3 separate regions of the Mus musculus genome follow, and regions 2 and 3 are each linked to region 1. The links are chromatin contacts, called in public promoter capture Hi-C maps. All regions are on one chromosome and are shown on one strand. The core of a region is the stretch at or near the end of the contact, and the rest is flanking DNA. Distances in the headings are between cores, read along the strand shown.

Region 1 (4,444 bases), core at 581-3,080:
GAGGGTTAGCTAAAATGGCTTGTGAAGAACTCTGCCCCAAATGCTGCTGCTGCTGCTGCTGCTTTGGGTATGAGAAGCCTCCGTGATAGTGAGGACTGAAACCCTAGAGTCTGGAAACCAGAGCAGCCACTCAAGTGGAAGGTGCCAGGAAACTGCCCAAGAGGATGTCAGTGGGGAAGGGATAGGAAGGCCAGACATCAGTAGGTAGAGATGAAACGGGGCTAAGAGCAGGTCTGGAGGATGCTGGAGGGCACAACACAAGGCTGAACTCAGGTTCATATCCAGGCTGTGAACAATGTGAAGTCCCATCAGAACCAAGCAGTCACCATAGGCACAAGAGTCTCTCTCTCTCTCTCTCTCTCTCTCTCTCTCTCTCTCTCTCTCTCTCTCTCTCCTTACCCCAATTCAGAAGAATGGAGAGACCTTGAAAGACATGACCAGTCTTTTTAGGACCTTCGCTCCTCCAGGATACCCCCAGGAAAACAAGTCCCTCTTGTCTCCCCGTGCCTGTATCTCATCCTTGTCAGGACTATCACTTCATCTCATCATATATGCCATTGCTGTGGTTGGAACCCTGGCGTCTCACCCAGTTTTGACCAATAACATCCGGACGTGACTTTAGAATGCATCCCTCACAACAATTCAGGTGTATCAGCTCTCCTAATTCTAATTGTAACCCTCTGGGATGGAGCAATGGCAGGGGTCGATGTTGTGATTTACAAATGTGCAGGTGGATCAGGTTCACTGGCTGAAACAGCGGACAGGGGTTGTGGACAAAGCCAGAGCCCAAGCTTCCTGGCCCCAAGCTGCAGACCTAGTGCCCAGACCTTCTCCTCCATAAAATCCCCTGATGGACAAACACAGGCAGATGCACAGATAGTGGAAGGGTGACAGAAAACAGATAGAAACCTAGGTCCAAGGGTACACGGGGCTCTGATGTCATGGAGCACATGATGAACTCAGTGGGGAGAAAAATAATGGGCAGATAGACACCCCAAAGTGTGAAGGATACATTTTGTACTATTTCAGACTTCTGACTTTGGGCTTGAAATTATATCTGAATAAGAAGTTTAAAACTTGCCTGCTTTACTTAATGGAGTACTATTGTCTGCTGGTAGCTTTCTGCTCTTCCCTAGACTGGTCTGTCGACAGACAGCCAAACCATAGCTGAACAGTGGCAGTGTCTCCACAAGCCTAGTGTACAATGAGCCACACACGTGTCACCTGAGGGTTTGGGGTGCCGATGAGCAGACCCACTTTTGCGTTGATGAAGTCTCTGCTTTCTGTTCAACTTGGCCTTAGGCTCTCAAGGGGAGCCATGCAAGAGCTTTCTCTTTTCTCTCTGCTCACACCAGTGCAGACCTAACCATGGTCGTCCAGCCACTTTCTGCACTTTTTCCTTGTGCTGCACACAGGCTTCGCATTTGCACAGGGAGTTGGTGCCAGATGCTACCTCAGCGCTCAAGTTCCCTTACCTGGAATTGGGCAATGCCCTCTGTGGGTGAGCATCTGCTTACTTGAGCCACCAGCTCTCCAAAGGCTTGAACACGGCAGCCCACAGTGGGGTCGCAGAGGAGGGAGGCAGTACAGCTCGGTTAGCAGAGGGAGCCTGGGAGGAAGGAGCGCGAGAGAGCAGGGCTGACAAGGGAAGTACCCAGGCCAGGAGGGGGTCGGGGTGAGGCCCAGGGTCTTGCACTTCAGAGGGAAGTAGGGGTGGAAGGAGGGACGTTTGGACAGAGATCTGGTGGACCGGAGTGCCAGAGAGAGACTCCGCAAAAAGGAGAAAGGGGCGCGAGGCGGGGACTGGGCCGAGGGGCGGGGCCGGGACTTGCAGCCTGGAAGGCGGAGAGGGCGATAGGCGCGAGACTGAGGAAATCCGCGCTGGGAGGCCCGGAGCAGGGGACCGTGCTGCTGAGGCGCCAAGGACCGAGGCAGCACGCTGAGCCCAAGATGAGGGCGTCGGTGGTGCTGACCTGCTACTGCTGGTTGCTGGTGCGGGTGAGTGAACCCGCGCCCACTTCCCGAAGAGGCGCATCCTGCAGTGGACCGCGGGGCTCACCTCCGAGTCCCAGCACGAGCGGGCGGAGCGTGGGGCCAGGGGAGACAATCCAGAGCAGAATGCTTCCTACTGAGCCTTACCAAACCCTGGGCTGCTGGACTCAGGGGAATTTTCCTATTCCCACCGCCGTTGCGGGTTCGCCAGAAGTGGGGTTGAAGTTCTCCTCGACCCCCGCCCCTGGGACGACCTGGGTCCTGGTCTGGCAGTGCTCCTGGAGTTGGGAACACCCCTAGCACCCAGCGAGAAGAGTGGCCGCTGCCCGGGCCACCTGCTCTGACTTTGCTTCCGATAGAAACTGCTGTTACTCTGTGGTTAAATATTTCTCTTTCCATCTCCTGGTCTGAGTGTTTGTTTAGTATGTGACAGAAGGAAAGTGCTGTGGCTAAGAAAGTTTCCTTTTGGAAATACTCTCTTTTTTATTTCTTCTTCTTCTTCTTCTTCTTCTTCTTCTTCTTCTTCTTCTTCTTCTTCTTCTTCTTCTTCTTAAGAGAGCCAAAAGAACCCCTGAACCGAAGTTTGTTACATGGGTTGCATTGGTTTTATGTAGTTCTCCGGAACTCTACCCTTTATTTGAAAACCTTTCTTAAGAAAGAAAAAGAAGGGCTTGAGCCTTATTTCTTGCATTTGCTTCTCTGCTCTGAGAACTGTATCCCTGTGGAGCTTAAGGTTTCCACACATATCTAGGCCTCCGGCTGAGGGAGCCAACTAAGCTTAGTGTGTGCAGCAAGAGGGGAGGGGATGTTTAAGGAAATCCATCCGTCATTGTTGATGAAATTTCAGTTTTCTGGAGCATATCTTCTCTGCCCCCACGGGCAGCTGAGGGAAGCTTCCCAAGGATGCTCGAGAATCCTCGGGACTCCAATCACTTTAACCTTTCAGACATCCCAACATTTCATCGTTCCCCATGTTCCAGGAATGTCAGCAATACCAGGCTTTTAGCACCTTAATTTATCATCTCATCAGTTCTGAAATTCAGATCAGTGAGTTGCTATTGCTTGACCTCCGAATCTCTGCATTTTAGTGGTTGTGTAGCAATGAGCTGGTAAATCCAAGGTACCTCAAGTGATTTTAAATGAAGTGAATGTAGCAGAAAAATTCAACATTGAGTTTTGTCCTTTGATTCTATTGGGAAATTGTATTCCTCGTTGGGATGCTAGCTGGCCTAGATCAACAGTAGGATAACTAAACACAGAGATAGCCATACCTAACTGAGCAGGATTCCTTTGCATTACTGTCTTGTAAAAGCAAATTTTTGTTAAGACAGGGAGAAACTGAAGCAGACAGACAGACAGACAAGTAATGAGAGTGAGTGCTCCACAAGGAGCCCAGCCTGGGAGGAAGGACACTGGGTCTTTATAAGAACAGCGATCAGAAAATGCTGCCTTCCTGGACTGCGAGCTCAGATGCTCTCTATACTCTCTGGCTGGCGCTCAGCTTCAGTGCCTAAGGACTCCGTGAAAGCTTTGCAGAAACCTTCCATGGCTCCTTGGATCAGATCTGTTTCTCTCAGCGCTGCCTCTTCCATCCAATCCCTCTCATTCTTAAAAAAGTGTTTCACACCAAGCTGCTCAATGATAACAATGTTACCAGTACGAGTAGGGTTAAGTTTTGAATGTGCCCTGAAGCGTATGAAAGTTCACTTAACCTATTCTGACTCTAGGGTGACCACAGAGAGGATCCCCAGGTACACAGAGTGTCTGTGCACACCCACAGCCACTAAGAGTTAACTTGCTTTACTTAAGCAAACCATAGACTATGAAATGGGAGCTCTTCAATTCTGAGAGATGAACATTTCTAACAGCCCATTGCTCTTAAGTTAGTAATAACAACATACAATGTCAGTTTACTCTCCTGCTCAGAAAAAGTATTCTATTGGATTTTATGTTTGTTTCACAAAATAGTAAAGTTTTTCTTCTTTTTTTTTAAATAACCACATCAGGAAAATGAAATAGCTGATTTGAAATGAATTTCAGCTTCAAAGAAATTTAGAAAGGTGAAGCGTTGGATCTTCCTGTAGATTTTTGCTTAACCCTCTCTTGTGTCATTTTTAGTTACTTCTATTTCTTTCACTTGAACAGGTGAGCAGCATCCATCCAGAATGTCGCTTTCATCTAGAAATACAAGAAGAAGAGACAAAATGTGCAGAGCTGCTAAGCAGCCAAACGGAGAATCAGAGAGGTAGGTTTGGGGATTAAGTCTGGGAGTGGGATCCTAGCTGTCTATACTTCTCAGCCCCTTGAGGGGTTGGAGGTCACCTACACCTTAAAAAAAATTAGAACCACTTGCTACTGTTCTGGTGGGCCACAAGCAAAACTAATGTAGCCTTGTGACAGTGGGGATTTCAGCAAACCTTTTAAAAGAAAACCTCAATGCTTTACACCAACA
Region 2 (4,444 bases), core at 1,150-3,649, 2.9 Mb before region 1:
GCGGGCCTGGCCAGCTACGGGAGGGAGAGAGGAGGTCTGGCTCTGCAGGCCATCGCCCCTCAGGCTGCTGCAGCCTCAGCTGGCCAAGAGGAGGCTCAGACCCTTTCTGGGAACAGTGGAGTCTTTTGGCCCCTGCCTCCTGGCCCCCCTTGCCCTCCTCAGGCGCCTGTGATGTGTAGAAATCGCAGTCGGGATTAAAATAGAAACCATTTATGTTCCCACTTGAGATACAGATAAGGGGTATCTCAGCTTCCCTGAGCTTGTGATGGGGCTTATCGGGGTGACAGGCCAGGTGTCCGGGACAGTGCTGTGACATATACCCTACTCACGTCCCCAGGGTCATTGGGCTTCTCCCGGTTGCTCTGGCCTCTACCTTGTCCTCCACTACTCTCTTCAAGGGCCTCCTGTGAGTCCTTTTCCCATCGGGAGTCTGGGGAGCATGGCTCCATCGAGGTCCAGACGAAGCCCCTTCTGGCCTAGTTCCCTCAGCTTTCCACAGACACAGGTCTCTTTTTTACTGACATTCCTAAGTGGGCTCCAGTGCCCACTATAGAAACAGGGCCAAGACTATTGGACATGAAAGCCAAGGTGAAGAACGGGAATTAGACATAGGCTGGTGGTTCATGGGCCCAGGAAAGTAATCTACACTATCCTGAAGCCTTTTAATGAGAAAAACAGGTAGGACCCATTCTACAATGGTCAGGCAGTGACCCGAGAGACTGGTGCTGACTTGACGACCTGGACGTAGCTCAGAGCCTCCATTCCAGGCCTTACCATTCCTGGCCATAGGTTCCCACGGTAGATCTGTGACCCTGCCCTGGATGACAGGACACGTGAAGATAGAATTCCACTGTATTTCTTATCTTGTTGGGGCCCTAGAGAAGAGAGCTGCTGACCTGCTCCACACCACACCATCTACCAGGACACAAATGAGTCCATCCTAGCTGAGAAAGGAGGGACCCTGTCCCAAAAGGCACTGTGGAAGCCTCTACCTACCTCTTCCCTTGGCTGGTGTGTGTCCAGAGGTGCCTTTCTGTGCCTGCCCATGCGATCCTGTTACAGCCTCAGGTGTGGAGGTCAAGGTTACTGTTTGTCATTGGCCCGTGTGCCTTCCTGCCAGGCTCACAACAGCCCCATAGCCCTCCTTCATCATCCAGGGACCCAGCAGAGGAGGTAGGACAGAAGCAGCAATTAGGAACTCTTACCCGGCCCTCTCCATCCCCTTCTCGCCCTGGGCATCCAGCCAGGATTGCCCCGGGAGGGGGCCTACTCCTATCCACTCTCATTGTGGCCGGGCACCCTTGAGGCCTTTTTAGAAGACTAGCTGTGCTTAGCCCAGTCAGCCCTGTCTTTCACGGCAGATATTAGCGGTGGAGTGGTCAAGCAGGCTGGTACCTAGAGGTCCACAGGACTCCTAAATGGGAAGCTGGAGGGGGCGCAGTAATGGATGCTTGGGTTGGAAGTCAGGACACCTATACATTCAGCCTGAACAGGAACCTGGCTGTGAGCGAAGGGTCTGTCCAGGAAGGCTTCCTTGCCTGCCTCTCACCTTGGCTGGCATGTGTCCACAGGTGCCAGGGGGAGCTGGTCTGGCTGGTCAGTCAGGCTTGGAGGGGGTGGCACGTTTCTGGGCTGTTGTCACCATGGAAATGGCAGTTACTGCAGGATATGTGTACAAAGGAAGGCCACCACATGGAGCTATAAGAGTAGGCCAGGGATTACCAACATGCCTGGTACCTGGGACCACTTGGCTCCCAGTCCATGGGCTGGACACAGAAATGAAATGTGGGTCTCCAGCACGGCAGTGAGGAAAGTGTGGGAGGGGTTTCTCTGGAGTCAGCTGTCCATACTGGGCAGGGTCATCAGGGTTTGAGACTTGTAGAGTGTTTGTTCCCCAGGCCCAAGGCTCAGGTTGGGTCAAGAGGCTCAGAGAGAGGCCTGTAGGTCCATGGGAGTCAGAAAGTAAGGAGGGTGGGACGGCAAGCAAGCCCTTAGTGGGAAGGAAACTGGAAGGGGACTATTCTGAGGACAAGCAGGATTTCTGGCTCTGCTGCTCTACAGAATGCTTTGGGGCCAGCATTGTGGGAGTCAGAGACTCTTAGTCTGAGGAAGAGCAGCAGCAACCTCACAGAAGGGGGTATTAGCCCACAACACTTGCCGCGGAGGAAATTCGCAGGTACCCCATTCCTCCAAGGATAAAAGTGCCTTAGAGGCAAGTGCACCTGCGGCCCCGTCAGAGCCTGCTCTGGCTGACGCCACCCCGCCCCCACTCATCCCAGTGGTTTCTTAAGCTGTTTTTGGAAGTGGTGGCGCTTACAAGTGAGCCTCGCCCGCCCCTCCTTCAGCACCACAGACAGGACCGCGGCGCCCCGCCCGGAATCCGATGCTTCGTGCTTCTGTGCTGCGAGACCGTTGCTATAGAAACGAGGCAACAAAGGGAGGCGGCGCCGGGAGGCGCGAGGGGCGGGGGCGCGTCCCGCGGGCTTCTCGTGCCCCCTTCTACCACGAGCAGGCCCGGACCTCGAGACCTAAAGCTGGGGATCCCAAGTCCGTTCTACAGCTAGAGATCACTATGTGGCCATGGAATCCTCGGGCGATCCCTGTGGACGCCACCTCACTCCGGGGTAGGGGGCGCTAGGCCGGGCCCTTCCGACCCTGGCAGGTGCGCCCCGCCTGCAGCGCGCCCAGCTGCTGGCGTCTAGGGGGCGGGCTCCAGAGGCCCCGCCCAGGTCTCGGAGCCAATCGACGTCCGGGGGCGGGCGGGGCAGGCGCGGGCGGCGGCACAGAGACGAGCGCGGGTGGAGGGCGCGGACCGACCGAGCGCACCGACCATGGCCTCCAAGTGTCCCAAGTGTGACAAGACCGTATACTTCGGTGAGTATCCACCCGCCGTCCGCCTTCGCCTCCAGGCTCCTGGCTGAGAGCCACACCCCGGAATGTACACGGATGGGGTGCGCAGCCACCGTCTTGGGATGCGCGATCCGATCGGTAGCTAAGCTCGCCACGCTGTTTTCGCGGGTGCGGCCCGAGGCTCGAAGGTAGTGCTACGCGGGGCGAGGGATACCATCTGGGATTCTGGAGAAGCGGGTGGCGTCGGGTGGGTTCCGAAGCGCTCGGTAGGCACTGGTCTAGGTACGCAAAGTCCTGGTCGGCCGGGGCCAGGAGCGCCCTCCTGGCCACCCGCATGTTCAGCTTATCGCCCTTCTTCAGGGACGCTCTTCGGGGCGGGATCCAATGAGGTCCGACGCCCGAGACTGGTCCGTTGAGATCCCCTGGTTTCCGGCATCTCTTCACCTTATGGCTGCTTCCCAGCCTGCACATGGGCCCACTAGTGTGACCCATAGTAGTGAGTGACCCCAGTGCTCACTTCGACCTCTGCCCAGGCCGTTGGGCCAGGTCTGGGATTTCGGATTCAGTCCAAGCGGGGGCGACCTTGGCTTCTGCCTCTTACATGCCCCAGCTTGCTCCTTTTCTTGGCCATTTGCCTCTGCAGTTTCACCCGGGGTGGGGCATGGTGACACGTATTTCTCCATGAGCTTGAGAGTGCACTGGGTGACTAGGACCCTGGCCTCTTGGAGGTCAAGGCCATCTGGGAAGGAAGCTATGGTATGCAGGAATTGGTTCCTGCTAAGGTAGCCCCTGAAGGCAATCACCTTTATCAAGCATCCCCTGGTTCCTGATCTGCTAACCTCCTGGGGCTGTGTTCCTAGCTGAGCAACTTTGCCAGAGTAGCAGTATAGCTGCCACTGAAAAATAGACTCAGGGCCAGAATAGAGGAAGACAGGGACATGAAAGGACAGGGACTCTTATGCTCTTCCCCAAACAGCAGTGTCCAGGTCAGTGAACTTCAGATGACGGGAGGAGAGGAGAGGCCACTTTTGTTTGTTCCCAGAGTGGAGGGACCGGATTTGGCTTGGAGTTGCTCTGGGTGGCCTGGAGCCAGGGGTTTCCTGTTGCCTCCTGGAGGGGACAGATTGCCTGATTTCAGCCCTTTTCCTACAGAGAGATGTTTAACAAGCCCCCGAGTGAAGACGGTCTTCAGGGCCTCTCTGTATGACTTTGCTCCAGACCAGGCCAGCTCTGGACTCTCTGGGGCCTTGGCCAACAGGGCACCCGGAAAAAGCACTCTGCCTGCTTGGGCGCCTCTGGCTCTCAGCAGAAAACAAAGGCTCCTCAGAGTCGGCTGGCTTCTGTTCTGTGGGAAGGCGATGGGGGTCCAGAATAATGCCCTCTCTGCCCAGCTAGGCTGTGCCCTGGCAGTCCACTTCTGAGTAAACGCTAGGTCCAAGGGACCCCAGGGTGCTGTGAGTCCGATTTTTCTTCCAGAACACATGGCCAAGTAGGGAGACCATTCCCTTCCAAGCTATTAGACCTAATCAATGCTGTATTCCCAATTTGGGTCTGTAATGGGGCCATCGACCCAACCAGTGGGTCTGAGGGTCAG
Region 3 (4,444 bases), core at 1,283-3,782, 2.9 Mb before region 1:
TTTTGTCTGCTGATGTGTGATAGAGGGGTGTACAGTGAGAGCCTCAACCCCAGGCCTGATGCAGGGCACTGCTTTTCCTGCTGCTGCAGGCAGTGGTGCCCACTACCCTTTGAGGGGTGCAGTTTCAGGCCTACATCCAACTTCAGGATCCGTAAAGTTCCTGTCGCCTGGTTCTGTAGTGGTTCTGGCCTGGGGTGAGGTCCTGGCTGTCGGGGTCAGCAGGAACATGGCGTAGGTGGGGCTGGCCGCAGTTCAGAGGGTGAATCAGTGGGAGCTGCTTTGGTTCCCTTTTTGAGCTGTTTCGGGAGGGAGTTGTGTGGATTCCTGATCTATTCCATTTTCACTTCCTGCAACCCCACCCTGTCCCCAGAAGTGCACCCTTGTGGGTGAGCTCTGTAGCTGCTCAGCGTGGTCCCAGACACCTTTTCCCTGAACAGGAGTGCCCTGGGTGACCCAGTGCTCTAATGGGATTTGAGGGTGACAGTGGAAAGGGCTTTCTGGAAACCCTTGTAGAGCCAGGCAGCTCTCAGCTTTGCCTTCCCTATGCTACTGGCCATTCAAAACCCTTTGGACTTAACAAGGTCACAAAGGTCTCAGCAGTGTCCTGGTCTAGCCTGGGTTCATCTTTGGCACCTACACTGCAGGAACAAGCTGGATAGTCCAGTAAGTGGTCTGCAGTGTAGTGTAGTATAGTGTAGTGTGTATTGTTGGGTGATTCTGGAATTTCAATAGGTGGAGGCCATAGTGTTTGAGGTGACCACAGTATGGAGTAGAAGAAGCCCACCTTCGGTATTAGTTTCCTACTAGGAGGGGTGAGGGTATCTTTGGTGTCCAACCAGACCTGCAGAGGACCTGGAAGAGATGTATGGGTGAAGGGCAGAAACTCACTTTCCCCTGTTGTCTTCCACCCTTAAGGCCCCTGTCTTCCTCATACTTCCAGCCCCTCGAGCCCAGATCCACGTCTCTCAACTGGAGTAGACTTGGGCCTCCAGCAACCTGAGAGGCCTGTAGGAATGAGCAGGTCAGGTGAGGGAAGTGTATAGTATTGCAAAGAAGCCTAAGCGGCAGAGAGTTCCATAAGGGTGTATCAGGAGTTCCTTGGCACAGTAGACAAGAACTCAAGTCTTTGTGCTTTTCAGGGCGCTTCGTGTTTAAGGTGTGCAGTATAGCATGGCTCTGAAGCGAGGGCAGGAAGAGCAGGTAGAAACTAGCTGGGCGAGGCCATTTGCTGTGTGGCAAGGGGCCAGGAAGGAGGAGACCCTGAGGCAGAATAGCTGAAGGTATCCAGATGAGCAGAGGAAGGTCTGCAGCAAAACACAGGGAGGGTCAAGGTAAAGGTGAGCCCGCAGTCTCCGCACTTCCGGAGGGCGTGGCCATCCTGTAGACCGCCGTTAAACTGGCAGGTGCCAAGGGACAGCTCTGCCCCTCCCTCTCACCTCACTTTCCTTTTCCGCACCGCACCCTCTCCCTCTCCACCTGCCTCTTCTTTCCTAGCTTTGAGATGCAGAGTACACGCAGTACTGTCTGTCCGCTGCTCCAACTATTTTTGGTGGCGACATCGAGGGCACAAAGCTTAGTTTGTGTCCGCTCGAGCGTTCAGGTCTCGCCCCAGCAATTCTTCCTGCCACTCGTCGCCTACAGGCTTGTCTCTGGATCACCGTTGGCAGCGTCCGGCCTTTGTCCGGCCCTCCTCCACACGCACTGGCGCACATAATGTGATCTTTCGCATCCGGCTTCCCACAGAGGCTGCTCTGGCTTCACCTAGGTTGTAGCCACGTAGTAGGCTCATGCCGGTTGCGGAGGATAGTTGCCGACTGCATGTCTTTCCCCGTGCATCAGGTTGCACTCTGGGTTCATTCTGCCATTGTCATGTAGCTACTGTGAATCCTTGCGGGATTCTCAAAGCTTACCAAGATTGCTCCTGAAGGGCTGAGTGCAAAACTAAGTTCAACCTTAAAAGAGAGGGCCGCACCCTTTTATGAAGTGGAGAATTTTCCTTAAAAACTGCTCTTCTAGTGGCTGGAGGAAGAATGAATATGGGGACAAGGAAGTCTGGGGCTGGCTGTACATGAGAGGGAGGATGGCTTTCCGAAGAGACTTCTGGCGACGTGGCCCCCGGAACTCCCCACCCACTTCGCAGGGCTCAGCTGCTTCTCGCGGAGGCCTGGCGACCCCTGGCGGCGGGTTCCTTCCAGGGCGGCTTCGCAGAGACACTCCCTTCGTGGCTGGGTGGAGCCACATTGCTCCTTCCTCCGCTCCTCCAGGGAACACCTCGGGCGCATGCGCGCCCTCCAGCCTCGCGCTTCCCTAGCCCGGGGTTGCTAAGGCGGTTGATAAGTCGAGGTGCTGATTGGTGAGTTCCAACGGAGTTGGCACCTCCAATCCCCGCCCCCGACCCCGGAAGTGCCTGCCTACGGGATAGACTGGTAGGCACTCAAACGCCAGAGTCATCGTTCATTGGGCCTGAGGGGAGAAGGCGGGCCTCATCCGGAACTGTGATTGGTCGGGGTCCCGAGCGGGCAATCCGAGGCTGTCTAGTGCTGGCTGTATGCGGCGGCGGCGGAGCCGGGTGGAAGGGGCTGCCCGGGCCCTGCCTGAGGCTGTCGCCGCGCTGAGTCGGTGCCTGCCTGCTGGGCCCAGCCCAGAAATCTTCCGCCGCGCCAAGTTCGATCGACCTGAGGCGGTGAGGCTATTCGAGTAGGCGGTCGGGGTCGGGGCAGGCGTTGCCTGGGCTGATGTAGGTGACACCTGATACCCGCTGACTACAAACTCCTCGTTTGCTTCAGGCTCCAGTGCTCTGGCAGCTTCTCTTGCGCGTGCTCTCACCGCTTGCTGCAAACAATACCTGGACCGACCTTGCCCCAGGTAAGCCCCGCCCTCTCAGAAAGCCGCTCCCCAAGGCTATTGTAGTTTTGTCTTAACCCACCAAGTCCCGCCCCATCAAAGCTCCTCTGTTGTTTCCTCCCTTCCTGCAGGCACCTGCTCCTCTCGCTGTTGCGCCCACTTCCATTAGTATAAGTTCCCACTAGCCTTTACCACGCTTACCTGGGTAGTAGTGGCTTTATCACTCCAGTGAAACGCTGAGACTGGCCAACCACTCACAGAAATCCTGCCCGTTGGTTATCACTTTGCCTCCTCATAGACTCTCAGATCTCGCCTCCTTAGTCCACGCTTAGCAGGTTCTAAGCTTAGGGGGTGCTCTCAGGTCCCCAGAGGGATCCAGGTGAAATCTCCAGGTTAGCACCCCCTGATCTGATCATTTCCCACTCCAGAGGCCCAAGCCTGTGTGGTGAAATCAGCACTGGGCTCCCAAGGCTACCCCAGGTCTGTGCTGCTACAATTTCCAGACGGCAGTTCTCAGGGAAGCCGGGAACTGCTGTTGGCCCTGTCTTGGCTCCTCGCCCGAGGACCCTTGCTTGAGCAGCTGCTTGCCCAGACCCGTGTGCAGCTGGGTGACCAGTTGCCCCAGTGGGAGGTGAGTATGTAATTGAGGGTGTCAGAGCCCTGCTTTGCCCAGAACCCGTGGATTTCTCCGGGCTTCCAGCTCATGTGGTATTTGCCCTTGGTGTGGTTCTCATCCAGCTTTGAAGCTGAGGATGTACGTCAGTAGTACAGCTTCCCTGTCCTGGTCCTTCCTCGAGATATGGGATGTATAGCAGGGCTGACTCTTGTTCCCTCTCTACTGTGAGGCCCCAACCAGTCCTGGTCCTCCTGCACCCTTTGTGGAACCAAAGAGCCCCGTGGATCTCCGACTAGTGGAATGGCTGATGGGAAGGCTGCGGTTTAGGTGGCGATGCCTGATCTCTAGTCAGCAGGAGCAGTGTATCCTCCTCAGCAAGGTAATACAGGCACATGGCTCTTCACCCTGTGCCCAGGCTGCCTTTCCCTGGGGTCCATCTCTGTCACCACTATTGGACCACTGGACTGCTGGGCTTATCCCAACTCTGACCTTTACAAGCAGGGACGGACCGTGCTTTACCTGTGTCCTGGTGAGCAAGGTGTGGAAGCCCTCGGTGAAGTTGTCTGGTGCCCTTCTGCAGCCTCTGCCCCCAGTATTACTGGGGTATCCTGAGCCCAGCTCTGTCCTTTCTGGTTATAAGTGGTCTCTAAAGGTGCCCATATTCGGCTGAAAGATCTTGCTGGGAGCTACTCCCCAGCCTGGCTATTTTACCTATTACAGATCCACCTGTACACGCAGGGATGCCACAGCCAACAGAGCCTTGGCCATCTTTCTGTTGCCGAAACAGAGATGCTTAGAGATCCAGAGAGCGGTCAGCAGGTGAGGATTGGCAGGGTGCTGCAGTGGGCGCTGCCTCATGGCAGGGTGTTTGGTCTGTTGGGGAAATACCCGGCTGGTGTTAGGCTTTGACAGCCAATCACTGTCGTTTGTTACTGTGGGTGGCTAGTGTCACAGTTGGGGTTCCGGAAGGGGACCACTGGAATG

The links. Promoter capture Hi-C pulls out the DNA fragments that hold promoters and counts their contacts.
Region 2: a contact with region 1 is called in a promoter capture Hi-C map of pre-B cells, with 5 times the contacts expected there. The contact joins the promoter of F930026P19Rik here to the promoter of Vipr2 in region 1.
Region 3: a contact with region 1 is called in a promoter capture Hi-C map of cranial neural crest. The contact joins the promoter of Tedc1 here to the promoter of Vipr2 in region 1. A contact is called at or near these places in 7 of 39 promoter capture datasets (cranial neural crest, embryonic stem cells, frontonasal cranial neural crest and 4 more).

Annotation. Positions count from the first base shown.
Region 1 is chr12:116,075,896-116,080,339 of GRCm38.p6, forward strand. Vipr2 (vasoactive intestinal peptide receptor 2) reads left to right here and starts at 1,831. Exons shown (of 13, transcript NM_009511.2): 1 at 1,831-1,998; 2 at 4,138-4,237. The coding sequence starts at 1,951. It overlaps Gm46383 (a long non-coding RNA gene), which reads right to left and starts at 2,336. Exons shown (of 3, transcript XR_001780734.2): 1 at 2,140-2,336; 2 at 1,476-1,609.
Region 2 is chr12:113,137,741-113,142,184 of GRCm38.p6, forward strand. It overlaps F930026P19Rik (RIKEN cDNA F930026P19 gene), which reads right to left and starts at 2,400. Exons shown (of 4, transcript NR_165646.1): 1 at 2,318-2,400; 2 at 1,550-1,659; 3 at 997-1,144; 4 at 615-915. Crip2 (cysteine rich protein 2) reads left to right here and starts at 2,496. Exons shown (of 7, transcript NM_024223.2): 1 at 2,496-2,874. The coding sequence starts at 2,832.
Region 3 is chr12:113,153,889-113,158,332 of GRCm38.p6, forward strand. Tedc1 (tubulin epsilon and delta complex 1) reads left to right here and starts at 2,533. Exons shown (of 8, transcript NM_134041.3): 1 at 2,533-2,683; 2 at 2,787-2,865; 3 at 3,273-3,475; 4 at 3,690-3,839; 5 at 4,181-4,279. The coding sequence starts at 2,549.